Regions from separate parts of the Mus musculus genome. Here region 2 is linked to region 1. Evidence: chromatin contacts called from public HiChIP or PLAC-seq data. All regions are on one chromosome and are shown on one strand. The core of a region is the stretch at or near the end of the contact, and the rest is flanking DNA. Distances in the headings are between cores, read along the strand shown. Region 1 overlaps Nars2 (asparaginyl-tRNA synthetase 2 (mitochondrial)(putative)). Region 2 overlaps Gab2 (growth factor receptor bound protein 2-associated protein 2).

Region 1 (4,369 bases), core at 866-3,365:
TGACCCCCCCAATCATAAAATTATTTTTGTTTCTACTTCATAACTGTAATTTTGCTACTGTTGTGAATCATAATGCAAATATCTGTGTTTTTTGTGAAAGGGTCATTTGACTCCCAAAGTGGTTGCCCCACACTGATAGAGGCAAGCCTTCCTGATTATTCTATCTGGCTGTGTGAGCATCCAGCCAACAAGCAAATACTGGTCCCTGTCTCTGCCAATCTCTGTGGACTATTCTGTTCACAACTTTGCATAGTTTCTTCTGTCTTGTGCTAATCAGTTCTGTACCTGACACACCTGGGCAGCACTCTAGCCATCTGGTTCCCACATGTCTGAGATTCTGCCCTTTGAACTGCAGCCATTTTGTTTCTGCAGACTCTTGACAGTTCCTTGACAGTGTTCAGAGAAGAGGGTGGATCCAGTCTCCCACTTTGGTCATATTTGTGGGAGGACAGTGGTGAGCCAGTAGATAAAGCCTGTGCTATTTTCCTGTGTCAGTCTCGTTCTGCCTCACCAGGACACTTCTTGCTTCTTGGAAAGGTCCACTAGAGCTCATTTCTGGAAGACTACCAAAGAGCATCATAGCTTTAAGGCAAATAGTTTTGATTAAACAGAGGAAAGTAAATTATAAGTATGCAATTTTATCCCATTATACTTTAAAAGGGCCTATTTACATGTCATCTCCTAAATTTATTTATTCACCTTTTATATGACTTTTAATAGTACTTGACCCAGACAAATATAAAATCTCTCTAGAGCTAAAGAGAAAGGGTGGCGGCAGTGGTGGTGTGTGTGTGTGTGTGTGTCCCACACTTTAAATAACTGAGAAGAGACCTGCTTTAGAACAGTTTTATATAGTTTTGGCCACTAGATGGTGCTATTGACAAGCCATCAATCCACTGACAAGTAAACTTTACCTACTTTTGTATATTTCTTTATTATTTTGAGCTTTCATAAAATCTGAAAATAATTTAAAATATAGAGCAGACTATAAAAATCTGACATAAGAAAAACAATTAAATGGTTGGAAGTAATTTTAGCATTGTTAATAGTTATAAAGTCAAGACACTTAAATGCTGTAAATTTACCTTTTAGTTTTTAAAAAATATATATTTGATGTGTATGTGTGTTTTGCTTGTATGTATGTGTGTGCAGCGCATGCATTCTAAGGCCTCGAATGCCAGGATGTGGCTTGAGGCCCCCAGGAACCAGAGTGAAGAAAGGGATGTTGGTGAGCACCATGTAGGTGTAGTGACTCGAACCCAGGTCCTCTGGAAGAACAAGCATGCTCTTAGCACTGGCCAAACCATCTCCCCAGCTTCTCACTTTAAAGTTTTTAATTATATTAAAAACATATAATCCTAATGTTTCATTTTGTGGTGTCTGCTTGTGTACATGACACTTTGAAATGTATATTTTCAAGAAGTCACTAGAGCCAGAGTGTGTTGGTTCATGGCTGTAATCTCAAGTACTAAGGACACTGAGGCAGGCTTGCCAGAAGTTGTGGTTAGTAATTATCACTTCAACCAGGGCTGCATAGTAAGATTATGTCTCAGAAACCCACAAAAAGGGCCATTGTTGTACTTATTAATAATGGTTGCATATTACCTAGTATTTGATATTGTTTCTTTGATTTATTACTGTAAGCTTATAAAAGATGTTAAAATTTCATAAATTCCAGACCTATCAAATTTGTTAATATAGTAAAAACTGGGGATTTGAATCTTATTCTAAGCTAGGATTCTGTAACCATCTAAGTCATTCTTTGGTTTGAATATCAAAAATGATTTTGTGCAGACTGGGGCTGCGGTCCGGCTGCCCCTGTCCTGGGAAGGCCTCAGTCACTGGCTCAGTCAAGGCGGACACTGCGCATCCACCTCCCCTTGCGCTCACTCTTCGTCGGATCTGCCTTTCTCGCCCACTGTCTTCCTCAGACTTCGCTTGTGCTGCTTGTACTGCCCTAACTTTGGGTTTGCCCTGTTATAGCGTTGGTAATGGATTTGGTGAGCTTTGCTGGCAGCATTAAAACTTGCAAACTGATGGCCTCCTGGAGCAGCTTGACGCCCGTGTTCTGTCAGCTCCGTGTTGTTTACCTCGCATCTGCTGCTGCTTCACACGGCAGCTCCCCAGCGCTGGAGCTGGCAACTGTAGTCGGCCGGCCGTTACGTTTCTTCTCCCACCCTCGTTTCCTTTGGATTTTTCACTTCCTTTCTTTGTTTACTGTGCTCATGCTCAGAGTTGCCTGCACTCACATGGAATAAATGATTCATGTCCATAATTCTTGGTTCATAAGAAATACAGTTTTTATGCAATAATCGTATTGATTGTGTTTCATTGATCCTTTCTAGTGTGCTGTGTGCGGCACCTTTAAGCACGCTGCTTTTAGGTTAAGTGCATATTTGAATAATTTCTGGAAGCCGTAATTTATATCTTGAATGTTTAACCAGTCCATATCTATGTAAGTTGTTGGTTAAATAATTTCTTTTGTGGTCAGAACTCTTGAATTCAGAGAGGGTCATACTTGGAAGGTCTTCCTCTGATTATGCCTAAAGATGTTTTTACGTTCTACTCAAGATAGGCAGAACCTGGCAAGGATGCAGATGCATGAATTTATTGTATTGATTTCAAGGCTGAAGTTCTGCATTAAGTAGATAGCATTCTGCCTGTATACTGTAAAGTTTCTTTTGGCTGTCTGCACTTCCATCCTGCCACATCCATTCTGAATGTAACCTTTTGCCTGCATGCATAGTCAGAATGAGAGAAGCATAACCTTGAAGGTGATGGGTTATTTCAATCCTGCTAGCAACAGCGTTTGTGGTTCACTAATGGAAATAGTCGCAGACTTTTGATCGGAAGGACTGCAGTTGGGCGCCTCTGTGATGGATGGGCTTGCTCCCCTCACAATGTTCTATAGGCAGGGGAAGTACGATCACTGCCTGTGTCATGTGCAGTATGCACTGTACCATCGATTCAGTGACAGAGACTTGTTAGACCTTCCTCCCTCTTCCTCTTTAGTCCCTTTTTATCAGCCGTTATCTTCTCCTTCTTGATGGCTCCTTACTGCTGAGGCTTCATTTCAAGATAACTTCATATTGTTCATTGGCATTCTGTTAGCAGTGTGGGCAATGCCATTCCACAATAGCCTTGGATGAAAGATTATCCTCATTATGTCAGGACTGAGCAGGAGAAATAGCATTAGAGAGAGACAGACAGACAGACAGGCACAGAGACAGACACAAAGAGGGAGGGAGGGAGGGAGGGAGGGAGGGAGGGAGAGAGAGAGAGAGAGATCATCGCTAAAGAGCCTGTGCTCTACCCCTGGCCTAGCTACTGACTAGTTGCCTAACTTGGAAATTCAGGAGATCTCTCTAGAATAGGGATTGCTTATTTTTGAAATTAAGTAGTTAGACAAGGTACATCTAAGTCTGTTATATATTTGAAGTTTTTGTATGCTTCTAAGTATAATTAAGCATTCAACTCTCCAAGTATGATAATGAATGCATATAAACCCAGCACAAGAGGCTGAGAGACAGGAGGATCAAGAATTCAAGGCCAGCCTGTCGCATTCCATAGCAAACCCCTCTCAAACACCCATAAACAAAAAAAACCCCACTTGCCTGATCTTTGAACCGTGTTGTATTTGGAGAGTTGTGGAGAGCTGCATGACAGCAGGATGTTGGTGCCATTTTAATAGTAAAACACAGCATTGGGTCTTGGGGTTCTTTCACATACAGATGTACTGAAGAGTTCTCCTTCTCTTCCAGGACAATGGCTTTGTGCACATTCATACCCCAGTACTCACATCCAACGACTGTGAGGGGGCCGGAGAGCTTTTTCAAGTGGAGGTAAGCTGTATTCCCCTCTTACCGCTGCTTAATATTTTTCTTTAAGGATTTACTTTAAATTTAATAATGGTTATGTGGACTGAAGATCATGGCTAGCACCTGAAGCTTTCAGTAGTAATCCTTGAACAACATTCACACAGCTCCCGTCTCCTGTTATTCCACTGGAGCTAGAAGGGGTGAATTTTTAACTTAGCATTCTGTTTGCTTTTTCATGGAGTATATATGTCAATGAAATCAGAAAGGGAGGAGTATTTAGAGTCAGGAAGGGAACCAGGGAGGCAGGACAGGAGAATGACAGGAAGAAGGGTTGTAAATAAGAACAAAACATTATAATATATGCATATCTATAAAATGTCACAATGAAGCCCATTTCTTTGTATGCCAATCAAAAAAATGAAAAAGTAGAGTAAAAATCAAAGTAGATTAGAAAAATAAAAAAGAGTACAAAAGTATGCATATAAAGAAAGATTTTTCCAAAATTGTAAAAGAATACATTTTTTTCATAAGATTCACCTCCTAAAATAGGT
Region 2 (4,369 bases), core at 731-3,230, 200 kb after region 1:
GGCTGAGCAAAGCAAGACTGTAATCAAGACTTCAGGTGGCACTCATCCATAGCCTCTGCATCAGTTTCACCTCCAGGTTACTGCCTTCAATTCCTGCCATGACTTCTATGAATGATGAACTGCAATCTATAAAACAAAATAAACCCTTTCTTCCCTAAGTTGCTTTTGGTCATGGTGTTTTATCACAGGAATAGAAACCCTAATTAAGACAAATATCCATAAGCAAAGTGTAAAATCCTATTATTTATTTATATCATAAAGCAGTTTATCAGGGCTTTGGGTATTTAAACTACCTTCCACTCTGTCAAATAAAGATGAGGATATTAGCTTCACTCATGATTGCCCACCAAGTTCTAAAGTGTGGTGGGTAGCATGGAGTTGAAGTCCAACAGTGCTCTGTACATGGAGAGTATTCTAAACTACCAAGAATGTGAAGAGTAAGACAGGAGGAAGCTGGGATGAAATTATAGGGATTGTAGACCTTAAAAGGACCTTGTGAAGACTGAACAGAAAGACATAGAAAATGTGATTTCACTCAATTAAAAGAATTTCAAAGAAGCCTTTAGGAAAGAAGTACTCAGCTGCCTCAAATGCTGCCAAAGAAATGAGCAAAGATAAGAGCAACAACAACAAAGTGTCCATGGATTTACAGCAAAAGAAAGATCACCCACTGTGAAAACCTTGGTGTTTACCCTGCCCAGTCTCCCTAGACTCTAATCATACTGGACCACCTACATTTTGTTTGCCACTTGGCCTTTACATCTGTCTCCTGATGGGTATAAAGAATATACCACTGAAGAATTTTTGTTCTCAGACTATTCATTTTAATCTTGGAAGAATTACTTACCATAATGTCTCTGTGTGTTTGCACGATGCTTAGTAGTACGTTTTACCTTAGTACAGAACTTCTAAGTATACAAACTGCAGATACAAGATGAGGAATGTACCTTTGGGGCAGGTTAGGGTGAAGGTGGGTGTTGAGGACATTTGAGGACTCCACAGTCCCAAGCCAACTCTGAAATAAAGTTCAACATTGTTCCTTCTGCCTTCCATTTAAAATTGTGTTCAGTACTACAGGGGAAAGTACAGATGCTGGAGCTCCATGAACATTTAGCAGACTTTTAGGATTTTGTAGGTATAAGCAAAAGAGATGGCTCTGAAAACCAACTCTATCTTTAAGTTTCTGCTCTAACTGAAGAGCATGAAAGAGCTGGACATGAAACATCTGCCTTTAACTACTCACAGAAAGGTTCTTCCTCAAAATTTACAAATAATCACTTCCTAACAGCTCCCTTCTGTCCTCCTGATGTCACATTTTAGTTTCCCTATTTACACAGATCTCTAAGTGCAGATAGACGTCGACGTCGTGCACTTCATTGTCCCTTCTATACAGATTTTCCTAGCTGCATTGGAGGTGAGGCTCATTCCTTTTGAGCCCACATCCAGGTGAACATAGGGGTTGTTTGTTCTACTGGTTCATATTTCTCATCACATGAGTTGAACTATGTGTGTGAAGCACTGAGACTCTTACCTTCTCTCGGGGCTATAATAATCCCTGTGAATAGCCTAAAACACATTGAGAACTGATAAAGCCTACAGTGAAGTTTAAATCACACTAAGGGCCCCCAATAAGCTTATCTAGGTAAGTAACCCATGTTAGGTTGACCTCACTAGATGAAAGTGCAGGGAGGCCTGGTAACTTCCTGAGCCGCTTGTTGAAATGGCAGGCCCTTGCGGCTTGTTTCCAATAGCCTGTGTATTTTTAGTACTGCTTTTCATGTTAGCTTCCTGTTAACTACTTGCAGGAAATCTTTTCTTGGACATAATCTACCCATTTCCTGAAGTTTTCCTTTCCACATTGTGTCAGCTTGGGGATGAATCAAGTCAGCAGTTTTGGAGAAAGCTTGTTCTCTTCTCTGCCACAGCCTCTTTTGTGTGGAATACTAGTAAAGCTGCCTTTCTAGGGGAGATGGGGGAGGCAAGTCCTCAGTGTGTCAGACTCTGAGGCCTCCTGACACAAATGTGCTTTTGTGTGTGGAGGGGCATGTGTATGTGTTTTCCCCTGCCCAATGGACACTTTCATTAATTAGGTCTGGATGGTGTCTTCAGAGTTATAAACAATGGCAATGGAGATACAGAGCTGTCTCAGTGAGGCTATGGTGGCAGCTACTATATTTCCCTTTTTTGCCTCTGCCCCCACTCCTTTGTCCATTGTGAGTCTAGTCTGCTTTAAAGTAGCCTAGGTCCTCCATTGTCCCGTTCCAATTGCACAGACACTCCCTTCTTACCTTGAGAACTTTACACATAGAAGAGAGATTTTGTGTGTGTGTGACAAGCACAATAGCTCCTCATGTTGGCATGATGTTAAAACATGTGTTGACTCAAAGGGGACCTTTATACATGCTCAAGAGGATATAAACTAGATCAGTCATTATAGAAATCAGAATGGAGATTCTTTTTTTTTATTATTATTATTAGGTATTTTCCTCGTTTACATTTCCAATGCTATTCCAAAAGTCCCCCATCCCCACCCCCCCATCCCCTACCCACCCACTCCCCCTTTTTGGCCCTGGCGTTCCCCTGTACTGGGGCATATAAAGTTTGCAAGTCCAAAGGGCCTCTCTTTCCAGTGATGGCTGACTAGGCCATCTTTTGATACATATGCAGCTAGAGACAAGAGCTCCGGGGTACTGATTAGTTCATATTGTTGTTCCACATATAGGGTTGTAGTTCCCTTTAGCTCCTTGGGTACTTTCTCTAGCTCCTCCATTGGGGGCCGTGTGACCCATCCAATAGCTGACTGTGAGCATCCACTTCTGTGTTTGCTAGGCCCCGGCATAGTCTCACAAGAGACAGCTATATCTGGGTCCTTACAGCAAAATCTTGCTAGTGTATGCAATGGTGTCAGCGTTTGGAAGCTGATTATGGGATGGATTCCTGGATATGGCAATCACTAGATGGTCCATCCTTTTGTCACAGCTCCAAATTTTGTCTCTGTAACTCCTTCCATGGGTGTTTTGTTCCCATTTCTAGGAAGGAGCAAAGTGTCCACACTTTGGTCTTTGTTCTTCTTGAGTTTCATGCGTTTAGCAAATTGTATCTTATATCTTGGGTATCCTAGGTTTTGGGCTAATATCCACATATTGTGTGAGTACATATTGTGTGAGTTCCTTTGTGATTGGGTTACCTCACTCAGGATGATGCCCTCCAGGTCCATCCATTTGCCTAGGAATTTCATAAATTCATTCTTTTTAATAACTGAGTAGTACTCCATTGTGGAAATGTACCACATTTTATGTATCCATTCCTCTGTTGAGGGGCATCTGGGTTCTTTCCAGCTTCTGGCTATTATAAATAAGGCTGCTATGAACATAGTGGAGCATGTGTCCTTCTTACCGGTTGGGACATCTTCTGGATATATGCCCAGGAGAGGTACTGCGGGATCCTCCGGTAGTACTATGTCCAATTTTCTGAGGAATTTCCAGACTGATTTCCAGAGTGGTTGTACAAGCTTGCAATCCTACCAACAATGGAGGAGTGTTCCTCTTTCTCCACTCTGAGAGAGAGAGAGAGAGAGAGAGAGAGAGAGAGAGAGAGAGAGAGAGAGAGAGAGAAGAAAAAAAGAAAGAAAGAAGAGGAAGAGGAGGAGGAAGAGGTGGCAGTAGCAGCAGTGGTGGCAACAGAAGCCAAATCTACCACAGGACCCAGCTGTCTGTATTTATCCAAAGTCAGCATATTACAGAGATACTTAACACATTGTTTATTGCAACATTATTCGTAATAGCTAAATTATGGAACCAAACTAGACATTTAGCAACAGAGCAATGAATGGATAGTGAAAATGGGTATATAACATAATGGAATTTTTCAGCCATAGAAAAGAACCAATTCACATCATTTTCAGGAAAATGGATGCAACTGAAGGTAATCATATTAAGTAAATTAAATCTATATTAGAAAGACAAATACACATGCTTTCTCTCATTTTCAGCTTCTGGATTTTATGTAAAGTTATGTATAGTATTATGACATGAAATTAAACTATTGAGAATGAACAAAGAGGACTAGTAGGAAGAGGGGTGAAAAAGGAAGGGTAAGGGTTTGTAGGTAAATATGCTTAACATGCAATATATATATTCTCATTTTGACCATCCCTTTTGTTGTGAACACAACTGTCTGTCCTATCTCAAAGCAAACCACTATATCTTAAGGTCAGACCTTATCCCAGTACTTAGTTAAAGTAGGAGGATTAGGTAATTACTTGGTACTTACTGTGCATTTGGAGTGAAAACCCCCAAAATGTAAAACTTTATGTCTTCTTTTCCATCACTCAGACTTAGTTCTTCGTTTTCATACTTCAGGATCGGTG

The links. HiChIP or PLAC-seq counts read pairs in DNA pulled down with a chosen protein or histone mark.
Region 2: a contact with region 1 is called in an H3K4me3 HiChIP or PLAC-seq map of bone marrow-derived macrophages, with 2.9 times the contacts expected there. The contact joins two enhancer-like sites. A contact is called at or near these places in 4 of 484 Hi-C or Micro-C datasets (the G1E-ER4 cell line, bone marrow-derived macrophages, myocytes and 1 more) and 1 of 115 datasets of contacts at active chromatin or transcription factors (bone marrow-derived macrophages).

Annotation. Positions count from the first base shown.
Region 1 is chr7:96,969,721-96,974,089 of GRCm38.p6, forward strand. It overlaps Nars2 (asparaginyl-tRNA synthetase 2 (mitochondrial)(putative)), which reads left to right. Exons shown (of 14, transcript NM_153591.4): 5 at 3,762-3,842. Among named protein-coding and RNA genes, the nearest start is that of Nars2, 20 kb to the left of the region's middle. Within about 2 kb of position 2,116, at least 28 of the 459 cell types and tissues checked have an H3K27ac peak or open chromatin away from gene starts, as enhancers often do. A contact at or near this core is called in bone marrow-derived macrophages, where this site is marked.
Region 2 is chr7:97,170,616-97,174,984 of GRCm38.p6, forward strand. The region is part of intron 1 of Gab2 (growth factor receptor bound protein 2-associated protein 2); the gene reads left to right. Among named protein-coding and RNA genes, the nearest start is that of Gab2, 91 kb to the left of the region's middle. Within about 2 kb of position 1,981, at least 73 of the 459 cell types and tissues checked have an H3K27ac peak or open chromatin away from gene starts, as enhancers often do. A contact at or near this core is called in bone marrow-derived macrophages, where this site is marked.